Linked DNA regions of Mus musculus: region 2 is linked to region 1. A link is a contact called in public Hi-C data. All regions are on one chromosome and are shown on one strand. The core of a region is the stretch at or near the end of the contact, and the rest is flanking DNA. Distances in the headings are between cores, read along the strand shown.

Region 1 (7,088 bases), core at 1,426-3,925:
TCCTAGCGTTGTAGAGTCACACCCAAGTCAGGAATCCCACTCACTCATGCCTCCATTCGAGCACGTGTGAGCTCTGTGGTCTCACGTGTTAGGCCGATCGCTTTAAATAAGCTGCCAGGAGCACACAGAGGCTATCATCACCCCCCGCGTTCCCTTAAATATCTATACATTAGGCGTCCTCACGCTGTTCCTTAGCCTAAGTCACTCATGAGGGGAATTCCTGAATGATGGCACTCAGACCTTTTTGCTGCTGCATTGCTGAAGGGGACTTGTTCACAGGAGATGCAACCCGGAGGAAAATCCGCTGTCTCCAGGAGACTCTGCGAGGAGTGACCGGGGTTCCTCCGGCATTTAGGGACTCGTTGCTGCAGGTGGATGACGTCCTCTTTCTCCCTTCTCCATCACTGCAGAACGTCAACAAATATGTAACTGGTAAGGAAGACACGCACTTCATAGAGAGATGGGGGCACAAGCCATTCAAAAGTTCTGCCGCAGGCAAGCACAAGGCACAGGCAACATGGAAAGAGGAGATAGCAGTGCTCTTGCCTCCCATCCACCATCTCTTGGGAAGCCTGCAATCCAGGCCACAGCCCAGTCACAGAAAGTCAGCTGTTTCTACTCCTTCCTTAGATGGCAACCAGCCCTGGTTTTAATCTGTGGAATATCTGTCCTTATGCATGTGAGGAACAGCTGCTTAAATAATGACTTTGTACACTGCCCAGGAAATGAAACTGAACTCTGATCCCAACACTGTAAGCCGTGCATCCCGTGCTCAGAAAGAGCTTTGCTTACAGCTCACTCCAGGTGTATACAAGATTGCTTCAACGTTATGTGACTGGTAAGATTGATAGCTATCAAATATCCAGATCATGGCAGAAAAAAAAAATAACCCAAATACAAGGAGAATGGACAACCATAGAGGTTATCCTTAAGATACATATAAGTAATTTTAAACAGTGAGCCAGCCAGGTATGATGGTGCGTGCCTTTGATACCAGCACTAGGAAGACAGATAAAGGTGGATTTCTATAAGTACTGAGCCAACTAGAGCTACAGAGTCAGACTCTATCTCAAAAAAAAAAAAATGCAGTTAGCCAGATTTGAATGCACCATGACTTGCTGATTTACTCTGCTGCCGTGCACTGAGATTTCCATCAGGGAAACAGTGTACAGATATCATCCAACGTAGACAAAGGAACTGATCTAAGATCTCTAAGCTTTGGGTGACAGCAAGGAGGAGTGTGCCATCCCTGGACCTCGGAGCTCTGTGAGACTCGCATTTCGAAATTCTGTTCTATGCTAAGACTTTCATTGTTTTAGAGAAAAGGCCACTTCTGAGTTCGCTAGGCTCTGACCAAAGGAAGGTCAGTGTGACTCACAGTTACTTTCCAGACCAACTCTGTTCGCAGTGAGACGACCACGCGACGGTGAGAGCTGCTGATGCTGAGAATATTTTACTTTCTGGAGTGTCATAGTCTTTGGTTGGTCCTGGGAGGAGGATGAAGGCGGTGGCATTTACAGGTGGTGATACCCACAAAGGTCAGCCTTAGCTCAGAAACAATTCTCAGCTAGAAAAGCCACTGGCTCTCAGATGCTCAGAGCTCGGTAGTGCTGAGCAATTAATACAAGGAGAAAACTTCAATACCACCCATTATATTTTCACTCATATTTACTCTGTACATCTGCTCTTAAGATTATCAGGAAATGCAGTTTCTTCTTCTTCTTCTTCTTCTTCTTCTTCTTCTTCTTCTTCTTCTTCTTCTTCTTCTTCTTCTTCTTTGTCTTCTTCTTCTTCTTCTTCTCCTCCTCCTCCTCCTCCTCCTTCTTCTCCTTCTCCTCCTCCTCCTCCTCGACCACCTCCTCCTCCTCGACCACCTCCTTCTCCTTCTTCCTCCTCCTCTTCTTCTTTCTCTTCCTCTTCTTCCTGCTCCTCCTCCTCTTCTTTACCTTCCTTCTCAACTCTGTCTTCCTACTCCACCTCCTAATTTTGCTCAATTTGTTATTATCTTTGAGATGAGCTTTCATGTAGCCCAGACTGGCCTCAACGTCTTTATTATGTTCAGGAGTGACCCTTGAACAACTTCTAATCCTCCTGCCTCTACCTCCTGAATGCTGCAGATATAATTGTATACTACTCTGTTCGGTTCACGTGGTGTTGCAGATCAAAATCCAGAGTTTCATCAACGCTGGACAAACACTGGACCAAATGAGTTCTATCTCTAGCCTCAGGAACAGTTATTTCTAATCTGACTTATCTTCTCAGAAATACTGCTTCTTGATTCACTAAATTAAAAGTGAAAAAGGATGTAGGTGTGAGCTAATTTGCATATTGTAAGTGTCAAGCTGTCTTAAGTTAGGAAGTATCTGAATTCATACATCTCACAGACTCAAGTCCCCTTTGATATGGATCCAGGATGAGGTGATAACCCAACTGGTGACCAGTGTTCAAAACTCCCTGCAACACTGAAGTGCAACACTGATATAAAGATATCAGCTTGGGGGAGACATAGTTCAAGCATTTTCCATTCAGCATTTTTGGTTCAAAGGTTCCCCATCTGTCCTGCTGAATACTCACGGAATATTACCTGTCTTCCTTCTGTCATGGTACCTTGCTGGAGCTACTTTTGTTGTCCATCAGATGCAACGTTTATGCTGTCTGTTATAAAAGCACCCTGGTCTTTAGCCAACTAAGACATACTTGCAAACTTCACAGCATCTGACTGCAAGCCCCGTGATGTGAATGAACTGGCAGACATGTTTTTTTTATCCATATGTAGAGTTTAACTGCCAAGATTCAGTGCCTGAATTGTATACTAATAATACGGGAAAGAGAATATGGACCCTTTACTCATAGGTAAAGCCTATACTTTGCAAAAGCAGTTGGAAATGGGGTGAAGGCTACCCTGCTTCACTTACTAGGAGAGGAAATGAAACGCGATTGGAAGGCAGCTCCTAGGTAAAGGCTTAACCATGCAATGAGCATGTGCAAGAACAGCAGCAGTGAAAGTGGTCATTTAAGGAACTGAGACGCTATGAAACATTGCACAGTGATTTTCCAATATTCTGACTTGGGATTCAGGGTAAACTGTAGTAGTGGACATGAGGGACAACTTTTTTGTCTTTCTAAACTTTCTCTTGTTTGCCTTTTTTTGCTTTAAAACTACATTAGTTTTCACTTTAACTTCCTTAGATTTAAGATTTAAGACAAGCATAATGTCAAAGCTAAACTGCTTGTGGTGTCTACTATAAGAAGACAGAACACATACAGAACCATCACAAGTATGGCTGCTTTCGTCCTTACAGTAGACACACAGGGTGGGTGATATGATTCCCATTGCTAGTGAGAAACCCTAGGTAGAAAAAGGCCAAATAACCTGCGCGTTTCCTGTGACAACTAGGAATGCAGCCTGAACTCAGAGGCAGGTGGGCCAGAGTGCAGAGAAATGTTAAAGACCTTTGCATTCGCTCCTACAAAGCTCCAGGGCTCTTACAAAACAAAGTACCACAAGTGACTCACCTATGTAAATGCCTTACTACTTGCTTAGCAATACATGAGATTCAAAACTTGTATGCTTATTTAAACAAAAGGATGAAGTAAAAATACCTTAACTATACCTACATGTATGTATTTTTAAAATAATCAAACACATAATATACATATTTTCTCTTAAGTTTCCATATGACCCGAAGGTCACTTCCTTTTGTGAGTTGTAACATAAGCAGTTGTCAGGTAAAGTGCTTCATAGGGCATAGTCAGGGAAAGTATTCCATGCCAGGGCTTCCTGTACCTGAGATTTATGAAATTAAAAATATAACTAGGAAGCCAGGACAGTGTGGAGAGCTTGTGACCACAGGCAGGTTGGTACAATCTTTGTTACTTCCTGCCACTAGGTTCCAATTAATCAAGCGCAATTAATCAAGAACCACAATCTGGGAGCCTTGTGAGGAATCTGGAGGGGAAGGGAGACTATGCATCATTCTGATCACCACTGAGGCTACAGAGCCAGGGCTCTGAACATGGCACTCATAAAACATGGAGAGAATGTGGTAACTAATGCCTCAAGTTGATGGTTTGATGTATCCTTGGGGAAGCAGGTAGAAGCCTGACCTAATGAACTCTTGTTATCCCTGGGCTTCTGGGAACACAGAATTTTTACTACATGTTGCTTGCTTTAATAAGAATCAATCCACTGGGTACCAGATGGAATGAAGGTGTGCTGATGACAATTTTCCTACTAAGGCGAGAGAGATCCGCTTTGCACTAATATAAATCCTCTTCCCAGATTTACAGCATGTTCTGCTGAGCAGCAAACTGTCGCTTGGCCCTCCTGCACCTCCCAGCACCCAATAAAACCAAGGATCATAAACTTCAAACTCCTGATTGCCCACTGGCAAAATCTTCATCATTTTATTGCATCTAAATGCATTACAAGTTGAGACAAATATTGACACTTCCCTAGTCCAAAGCAGCTGCTTATCACATGGGAAAGTTCCCCCCTCCCTGAATTTCTTAAGAAGCCTGCATAGGGCAACAAACCAATGAAACTTTGGTTCTTTCCGACATGGCCCACAGTGCTTGATAATTTACAACTGCATCAGCAGCACTCACAGTCTATGCATGTTCTGGCTTTCACCTGGGCAAACATCTCTCAGGCTATGGAAAATCTTTACTGACTAAACAGAATGCAGATTCCGCCACTCTAGCAGAAATCACTACAGTATCTTGAGTGTGACCAAATGTGAGAGGTAAGACAGTGGAACAAAGCACAGGGAAAAAGAAAAGAAGAATGGAGAGTTTTACACTCTAGATTCCACTTCCTGAGTGCAGAGAGTGAAAAAGTGTTTTGTACATTGGGTTTAAAATATCTCTCAGTTGGTTCTATGTTTGCTCATAATCCTGCAATGTAAGATAAATAAAACCATACCTAGTAAATATATATAACCTTTCCCAGAATCAGCCTAATACCATGTAAAATAAAACTAGGCTAGATGACATTCAAACCCAGAAGACACGAGGCAAAACACTTATATTAAACTCACAACTTCTTTTTCCTTTTTCATTTCAGTGCTAGAAGCTAAACTCAGAGCCTTGTACATGTTGGGCAACTGCTCTTCCACTGAACTTGTTCCTCTGTTGGGCTTCTGAAATGGGAGAAATGGCCTTTAAGTGGTCATCCTACAATACCAGCCCCCCCCCAAAAAAGAAGGGCCATCAATTATAACTCTCAGAAGAGTCTCTTTTTTTATCTTAGCACTGTGGCCAAATGAGTCTCTGAAGATGTTTCTCTTCATGCATGGCCTATTGTAGAGCAATCTTTAAAACTTTTGTTGCAAGTACAAAGAAGTCAACGTGTTAGATTTTGACAGGGAGGTGGCATGTGCTCTCAGGAGACTGGTGACACAGGCAGAATAGGGAAAGTAGAGCAGGCAGAGAGCGGATGCTTATAGTGACAATGGGAAAGACACCATTCTGGATGTTTTTCAGAGAAAGTGAGACCCTCCAGGAAACGGTATTACCACCATCCTTCCTGTCCATAGCCAGGAACTTGGTGCTTTCCTGACTGTGACCAATGGGACATCGGCAAGGTATCAGCAATGCCTCGCAGGAACCACCAATATGAGAGGATTAGGGTGAGGAGGGGCAGGCTGCATCTCTTCTCCAGATGCTCCTCTTTGGCAGGCTTCCTCAGGATGCTCATTTCTCTATCTTCCTGGGATCAGGAAAAAACAAACAAACCCTCCTCATATGCATATAAATCCCTATCTACCAGCTAATCCACCGTTGTAACTTTAAATTTCAATTGGAATTTTCTTGGAGACCTGGGCTTTAAAAGAATTTCAATGCAGAATAGAGTAGAAACAGGACTTTAGCTAGCAATGACATTGTACATGGCTCTCTGTGATCTCTGATCACACCACAGGGCGCATTTCTGTTTCCACAGCCCTCAGAGTGTGCAGAATGACAGCATGCATTCAGAAGACAACCAAAACTGTATCCTTAACTGATGCGGCTAACCACAGGGAAATAGGAAAAGTTATTAAAGGAAAATGTTTGGCGTGTTAATCACCTTGACTCTGAAGCAGTGTCCTGTCTAGCAACAGGAAAACAGGAATGATATTAGCACAGAAAGATAAATGCCCCAAACCAGGATTTAAAAAGACATTCCATAAGTCATCAATACATCACAGGCAAATTAATTCTACAGTGAACCCTAGTAAATAATCAGATCGATCAATGAATACAAGTGAATTATAAAATAAAAACTATCCCATAAACAGTTTATCACCAATAATTTTCTTTCTCATTAAAAATTATAGAATTGAATCAATGAGTATCGCCATGTAAAATAATCATTTACTTTGACCAACAAACTTCAATATAAATAATTTTTAAGCATGACCTTAAAACTTGTAAAGTAACTCCTCACCAACACAGAAAACTCTGTTGCTGGAATGGAAATGCAGTATTTAGTGAATATCCACTATAAAAACATGCATCATCAGGCACAGACATGACTCAGCTACCAAGAAAAACAATATTAACCTTTCAAAAATTAACTTGAACTAAGGTATTAATCATAAAAATGCATGTATTCCTTTGCTGCTGCAATTTCAAATCTGTGCAAATGAATCAATCAGCTAACAAACTGTGACATTCAAAAGACCTTGAGTCCTTTTTTCTCAGGACCCTCGCATGAATTAATAATTCAGAACAGTGGTCCTGTTCTAAAAAGTAACACTGTCATTAGCCTATATCCAGCTATGTCCTATTCCCGATTCGGTTAGGAATATTTAGAGATTCATTTATGCAACTAATAAGATAGTAGGTACCCAAGTGACAGGAAAATTATAGCTGATAACATTATATACCTCCTTCCCTCATCATTATGAATAGTTGGAGGTATCATCATAATTGTATGTACATGATGTTCTCTCTATAAAAAGTAATAATGAGAGATGTAGAGTTCAGAAGCTACTGAATTAAAGCCATTCTCTTAGATGTCATCATTCTTGGGAAAGACATCCGTCCTAATGTGTTAAGAACAAAGGATGTGGTACACTCTACTCACACATAGACTAGACTGAATA
Region 2 (7,088 bases), core at 1,328-3,827, 190 kb after region 1:
TCTTTTTCCAGAAGCAAGCATGAACTCGTTCATAGCTCTTTAAAATTACTCCTGAGTTATGAGTATCACAGCCTCTGCAGGTATTGTGTTTAATTGCCACTTAACATGTCTTTTAAAAGGTTATGTTGTGACTTGGCATAACAAAAGATTGGTGTTGGTGGAAACAGTCTGAAGAGTGAATTTTAGGCTAATATAGATTACTAAGAAAATGAACCTCTCTCTCCCTGTCCTTTCTTCCCCTCTCACCTCTCTAGTCTGTCTTTTTCTCTCATTTTTCCTCTCTTCTGTCTTTTTCTCTCTTTGATCGTTTCTCACTACATAGCTAAGATGAACTTGGAGCTCACTCTGCAGCTCCAACTGGCCCTAAGTTCCCAATCCTCACCGTGATTCTCCTACCTTGACTTCTCAAGTGCTGGTGTTAGAGGCATGCACTATCATTACACATGGAAACTCATTTCAGGGGTGGAAAAGGTCCCTGCATGACTGTGATTGGCTGCAAAAATACAGCAATGCTGTATTTACAACATTCATGTTGAATTTACAAAGAGATCTTAGCAAGAAGAAAACCCCAGAATCAATAAATAAAGCATATTATAGAACTTTGTCCCCTAGGAGATAAAAACAAACAAACAAACAAACAAACAACCCAAAGCTATATGGCAAAGGGACATTCAAACGATGGAGGCGATGACACTGAATTTTGAGCCCCATTTTACATTTAATGAGTCAAAATCTGTGCTTCAGATTCAGGCATCATTCATAGGTATGGTCCAGTCTGAGGATTAAGGCTCTTTGTACTATGTAGGGACATCCATGCCAATGTGAGAGTTAACCTAATAGACTAGAAGTAAGGAGATTGGACGTCTGATATGTTTGCAAGGGTTTGGGGGGATCCGCAGTTCTGTGGGGTACTAGGACCACTTCTCTATGGCAAAAGACACATTATTGCTACCATCCATGTTTGGTGAAGACTTTCCAGTGTGGATGCTTTGGGGTCTCCTATGCGTTTTGCCAACAATTCATTCTCCACGGTGTGTTAGCTAAGCCTGGTTTTCTCACTGGTGTCTCAAGGTAAACTTTAGTAGGATTGTATTTTGGTTTGCTGTTGAGTTATGAGGAAGCAGACATGGTATGTCTAACAGGGAAGAAATTCTCGTGATAGAGGGATAAGGATGTTGTGTGGCGTATTGGCCAAGCACTAAGAGGAGAAACAAAATGCAGAACTGCAGGAGTCTGGAGAAAAGCGGCTGTCTGAAAATTCCCCTGGCACCCCAAACAGCCCCAGTAGAGACTGAGACTATAGCAAGCACCACAAGAGATCAGGCAACTGCAGCTAACCGATCATGAGCCCAGCATTGCCAGATTTACCAAGTCATGAGGTTGGACAGATATGGCATCAAGCCATCAGACAAATAGGGAGGAGTCAAGGGATTACAAGAGTCACCGGGTTATAAAAATAATAGCCAGAGCATGCGTGGGAGAGTTGGAAATTTCCCAAGAAGGACAAATTCAGCATAATAATATTTTTCTCACTTCTTAACTAACCTTTCCCTGAAATCCTTCTCTTCGATACAGAATAGTAATATATATCAGATCAAATTTCTGGAGTCCTGCCATGACTCTTGGTTCCTACATATCAAAAGGATTGCTCCTTGAAATATCTTCTGCTTCTCTGTCTTCATAAATGTTACCTTGTGTCAACTTTCCTGTTTTTGCATTTCCCCACATAACTGACAGATGGTATTTCTGCATACATGATTATTCCACTTCTCTCTCCTTTGTGACACTGAGATTGGGCCCAGGGCCTCAAGCATGCTAGACAAGTGCTCTACCATTTCTCAAATAGCCCTTGAGAAATCTCCTATGTACTAGCCATTGAGTTAAACCCTGAAAAACAAACAAACAAACAAACAAACAAACAAAATCATTACATTTGTCATCCTGAAATTTAGTGGGATGGCGAATGGATTTCAAAATGCTGTTTAAAGTCCTTCAGTTTGTACCAAACAGTACATTGCCTGATTTCCTCTTTGTAGTGGCTCCATATTGTTTCTCAAGCAGAACTGAGTATCTATCTACCTATCACCTATATCCACCATTTACCTATTACCTGTATCTCGGGCAGTGCAATAACAGATAAGGCCAACATATCATTCCAGTATCCTCACAAAGGAGCAGGAAGACCATGATTCCAAGGAGTCAACCCCTCTGGCTTGGCTGCCTTAAGGCTAGCAAACCGGTCCCACTCTCACAGAGTAGGAATCCATGACGCGCCCCCTAGAGCTTCTGGTTGGCATTGCAAGAAGGTGAGGTTGCCTGCGAGCACGCGGCCCGGTGGCGCATGCGTAGAACTCGGGAGCTCGCTCGGGGGAAGGGAGAGTCCAAGTGTGAGGGGAGTTCACCGTTGATCAAAGCTTCTTTTTCTCATGAACTAGGACATGGCTCAGGCTTATCAGTTTAATTTGCCTTTTAACTTCATTAGTAACTCCAGGGCTGAGTCTCCGTAGGGAGAGATCAAGCGTCTTGGGGGTCGTGGAAGTCCATTCGTTGGTTTCCCCCTCGGGGCGGCGTTTGGATGGTGCCGGCCGGAGCGCGCGGGGGCGGAAGCGGCGGCGGCGGCGGCTGCGGCGGTGGTGGCGGCTGTCAGAGCTGGAGAGCGGCCGGCGGAGCAGTCATGGAGGGTCAACGCTGGCTGCCGCTGGAGGCCAACCCTGAGGTGAGCGCGGCCGGGTTCCGCAGCCAGGGCCTGAGCGGGTCGGGAGGCCGGCGCCAGCCCGCATGCGCGCGTCGCTAAACCCTCTTCTGTGTCTCGTTTCAGGTCACCAACCAGGTGAGTGCGGTCGGTGCCTGTCACCCCGGACCCCGGAGTCCTTCCCGCCTTCCCCGCCAGCCTCCCCGCTGGCCTTCACCTCTGCATCCCCAAGGATCCAGGGATCTCATCCCGGGCGGGCAGGCGGCCCCAGGCTGCGGCTGTGGGCGGCTCCGCCCCTCTCGGGCCACCACCTGGCTCGGGGAGATGCCGGTGCAGCGAGCGTCCTCTGTCCCTCCGTCGGACCCCGCGTCGCCGGCGCTGCCTGGGGCACCCGGGGTCTGAGGTTTGGTAGCCCCTCGCCTGGTATCCCCACCCCGTGCCTTTCCCCATCTTGGTTCGTCTCCTTGCCGTTGCGGGTTCCATCCTGTTCCTTGACCCTGTCCCTTCTAAGGTGACTAATTTGCCAACACTTCCTGACTCCCGGCTTTGTAAACTTGCCCACCCAGTTCTGGTAATTCCATCCACCTCCTGTACAATGAAATCACCTTTCAGTCATCTCTTGCCCCATCGAGGTCCTTCTCTTCCCTGCCACGCCCCCTTTCTCTCCCCGTCTTTCGAAGGTGGACCTGGTCCTTGCCTCCTGTACCACACAAAGCCCGGTTTAATGGTTGTCCTGCAATGCGTAGCCACCTGCTACTCTTAAAAGGGAGTTTGTTTTGGATACTGAAGGTTGGGGCTTGGGATGCCTTTCAGACCCCAAATTAGGTGGTGGAATGCATATATATATATATATATATTTGCACAGATATGTATTAATTAGCCTTTTTTTCTGCTCTCAGATTTAGTTCACCTTTAACAGTTCTCTTAGTTTGTTATATAGTTTTCTTCCTTTTCTTCCATCTTTCTTCTCATAACCGAAGGATAAAGATCTATTATCAACGTTTAAAAATGCTTTTTTGAGACCAGACATCGTGGTACATGTCTGCCAGTATCAGCGTGTGGGAGGCTGAGGTAAAGAGGATTTTGAGTTCCAGCCCAGCCTGAATTGAAATGCTGCCTAAAAACCTGCTCCCTTCCTCCAATTATTATTATTATTATTGTTATTTTTAACGGTTTTTTTAAAAGCATTTTAGCAAATTCTTTGTATAAAACACACAGGCTTTATGTTAGAGGTGACATCCTTTGTCTTTTGGAATTTTTGAAAGTGTTTTCATTTATTTTGTTTCATTTATTGTTTCATTGATTTCGGGTGGAGGTCAGAGGACAACTTTCTAGATTCAGTTCTCTCAGTCCCTCAGGTGGGTCCTTGGGATTAAACACAGGTCTTCTGTATTTGCTGGTGGGAGGAGCCTTGACTCACTGGCCTGACTCCCTGTAGCTTATGTGGGTTTGTTATATATTTTTGTTAGCATCAGTTCCTATCTTCTTAGTAAGGTGAACTGTGTAAAGTTTAAAAGCCAGCACTTCCCCGTTGCCTTGCTGTTCACAGCACCCTTTCTGGAAGAGGCCAAATTCCTTTTGTTCTTGACTTTGAAATTTGCTCATCTCTTTCCCTAGTGCATTTTATTTTGTCAAGAGAAAAATCTCAAAGAATTTCCAACTTCTGTGCATAAGAAGAAGTGTGTATTTGAGCTGTAAAGCAAAGTGATTTTTACACTTTAGCGATAGCAATTTACTATATATGTGATAGCTTTCGCTCCATTGATCTGTCTGTTCCTCTTTCGGTTATCGTTCTCTTTGTTGTGGCTTTATAAGTCCTCAAATTGTATGAAGCCAGCATTGTACCTTTTCTGAATTGTTTAGGCTTTTCTAATTGCTTTACCTTCCAAATAAATTTTAGAATGCTTGTCAATCTGTACAGAAACTTGATTGGTGAATGTGGCAATTGGATAGACATATTCTGAGGGGTGTGTCTTTACTACAGTGGATCTTGTCATCTTTGACCAAGGTGGATCATCACTTAATTAGGTCTTTGATTTCTCCATCGGTGTTTGATAGTTTGAGCACATAGCTCTTGGGAAAAAGATTATTGGATACCTACAAATTTGATGATTTGAGGCGCTCTTGTAAATGGTATTGCTTTAAAAGTTCATTCTTGAGTTCTTTGCTATGTATTGAATGCAGTTTAAAGATCTGCCCACATCCTCAACTAAGTTCAGGGAGTAGCTGCACTGCACCTCAGTGTATCTGGCATCTTCTCGGTGGGTCTGGAGTAGCTGCACTGTGCCTCAGTGTATCTGGCATCTTCTCGGTGGGTCTGGAGTAGCTGCACTGCACCTCAGTGTATCTGGCATCTTCTCGGTGGGTCTGCACCTCAGTGTATCTGACATCTTCTCGGTGGGTCTGGAGGGTTTCCTGATCAGACAGACAGACAGACAGACGTGTTCTCTGCAGTCACGTGCTCAGTCCCAGACTAACCACCTTTATCTCGTTTTCCTGTCTTAGTTCACGTGGTAATGTCTTAACTATGGCTTCGGAGTGCTGGTTTCTGCTTAGCTGGGGAAGCTTAGACTCCTTCATTCTAAAGTTAGGCGCTTACAGAGGTCTTGGAGAGGCTTTCCCTCAGCTAAATAAGTTCCACTTTTTCCTAACTTGTAAAGATTTTTATTAATTAATGTTCAAATTCCTCAAGTGATTTTCTAAAAAAGCATTTGATGATGATCATGGAAAGAATGATATATAATTATATATAAAGATAAATGAACAGAGATAGGACCAGTATTCTTCTGTACCCAAACTAGACAAACTATGAGAAGAAAGTGTGTGCGCATGTGCACAGGAACCTCATTCCTAGATAACTTTGACACATTATAAAATGCTCACTCTGTGGGCTTGTATCTCTTATTAATATGGCCATAAAGGCCTTCAACAATAGATGCATTTTAAAAACATCAACAATAGATGCATTTTAACAACATAAGACCATAACCAAAGTCAACCTTTTTTATATTGAAGATTTGATTTACCATTTAAAGTCTATCAATGTAATTAGCCTTATCAGTTGGTGAAAAAAATCTAGTGATACTAAATGAAAATAATGATTAAGATGATACTAATTATTGTTTTAAGGAAACAACACAAAGTCTGTGATTTGGCAGATACAGTACCTTACTCCTAGGTAGCTTTGATAAATTCTAAAATGCATTTACTTACACTCAATAATTTTGAGGACACCTTTTGTATTACCAGTTGTCTGAGCAGGAACGAGTTATACTTTGGTGGTAAATTAGGATTGTTTTTCTAACCAGTGGGAAGGCAGAAAGGAAAAGCAGGCAAGGAAATCATTAGCCATTGTTGAAAGAGCAAGGAGAAAATTCCCAAGGTGTTGGGTCAGAATCTAGTAGGTACGCTGCGGCGCTGTGGTGTCACTTGGTTTACTTCTTGTTTTCTAGCCACATGTGGCAGCACACATCTGTAGTCCCAGTACCATCTGGCAGTTATGGGTCTTCTTAACTCTTAGTCTGAACAAGGACTGTTTTATGCTGTGGTGATGCCTGGTGTTATGTGAGAACAGTCATCATGTCTGTAGCAGGAGGATTAGTAATACCTGCTAGGCATCATCTGGAAGAGCTGTGACATATAGTCCATCTGGTAAACAGCCAGTTTTTTGTTTATTTTTATTTTTAGTATCCTGTCGACCTCTTTTAAGATACTTCGTTTTGCTACAGATTTGACTTAAAATAGTTAGAAAAAAATTTAAGCTCTACCTTATTTACGTATATATATATATATATATATATATATATATATATATATATTTAAATGGGTAAAAATAGCTGATGGAAAGTTGCAGATAATTGAGCATTAAGAATTACAACTTTTTCATGGTGCCGCACGCCTTTAATCCCAGCACTTTGGAGGCAGAAGCAGGCGGATTTCTGAGTTCGAGGCCAGCCTGGTCTACAAAGTGAGTTCCAGGACAGCCAGGGCTACACAGAGAAACCCTGTCTCAAAAAGCCCAAAAACAAACAAACAAAAAAAAAAGAATTACAACTTTTTAAAGAAGAATAGTTGATCTGGGTAACTGTATCACCTATGAGTGTACTAGACCTGCATGTAGTTTTTTTGTCATTTGAGTATGGTCAGTTGATTATCTAATATATATGTATATAGAAAGAGGGAGCGGGGGAGAGGAAGAGGGGAATAGTTGTAACTTAGAAGAATTATGAGCTTTTAAATAGGGAACCTCCCTAGAGTTGTGATGTTATTGTGATGTTATTAAGGAAGTGGTATTTTCTTGTTTCCTATCTAAAGGAAACTTAAGCATCCCATGACTTAGTTTTGCTACTTATGTACATGATTAAAGTTAGAACTAGAGTTGGAGGCCATCTGCTAG

What was found. A called contact is a pair of places that touch in the nucleus more often than the background predicts.
Region 2: a Hi-C map of regulatory T cells shows a contact between it and region 1, with 1.8 times the contacts expected there. The contact joins the promoter of Uchl3 here to the enhancer-like site in region 1. A contact is called at or near these places in 7 of 39 promoter capture datasets (3T3-L1-derived adipocytes, the HPC-7 cell line, HPC-7-derived erythroid cells and 3 more), 6 of 484 Hi-C or Micro-C datasets (CD4 T cells, the HL-1 cell line, cerebral cortex and 2 more), 8 of 115 datasets of contacts at active chromatin or transcription factors (the 230-238 cell line, bone marrow-derived macrophages, cardiomyocytes and 4 more) and 2 of 9 other capture datasets (adipose tissue and liver).

The regions. Positions count from the first base shown.
Region 1 is chr14:101,465,361-101,472,448 of GRCm38.p6, forward strand. Tbc1d4 (TBC1 domain family, member 4) reads right to left here. Exons shown (of 19, transcript NM_001081278.2): 11 at 241-404. Among named protein-coding and RNA genes, the nearest start is that of Tbc1d4, 140 kb to the right of the region's middle. Within about 2 kb of position 2,676, at least 6 of the 459 cell types and tissues checked have an H3K27ac peak or open chromatin away from gene starts, as enhancers often do. A contact at or near this core is called in regulatory T cells, where this site is marked.
Region 2 is chr14:101,651,390-101,658,477 of GRCm38.p6, forward strand. It overlaps Uchl3 (ubiquitin carboxyl-terminal esterase L3 (ubiquitin thiolesterase)), which reads left to right and starts at 2,578. Exons shown (of 9, transcript NM_016723.2): 1 at 2,578-2,716; 2 at 2,819-2,830. The coding sequence starts at 2,675.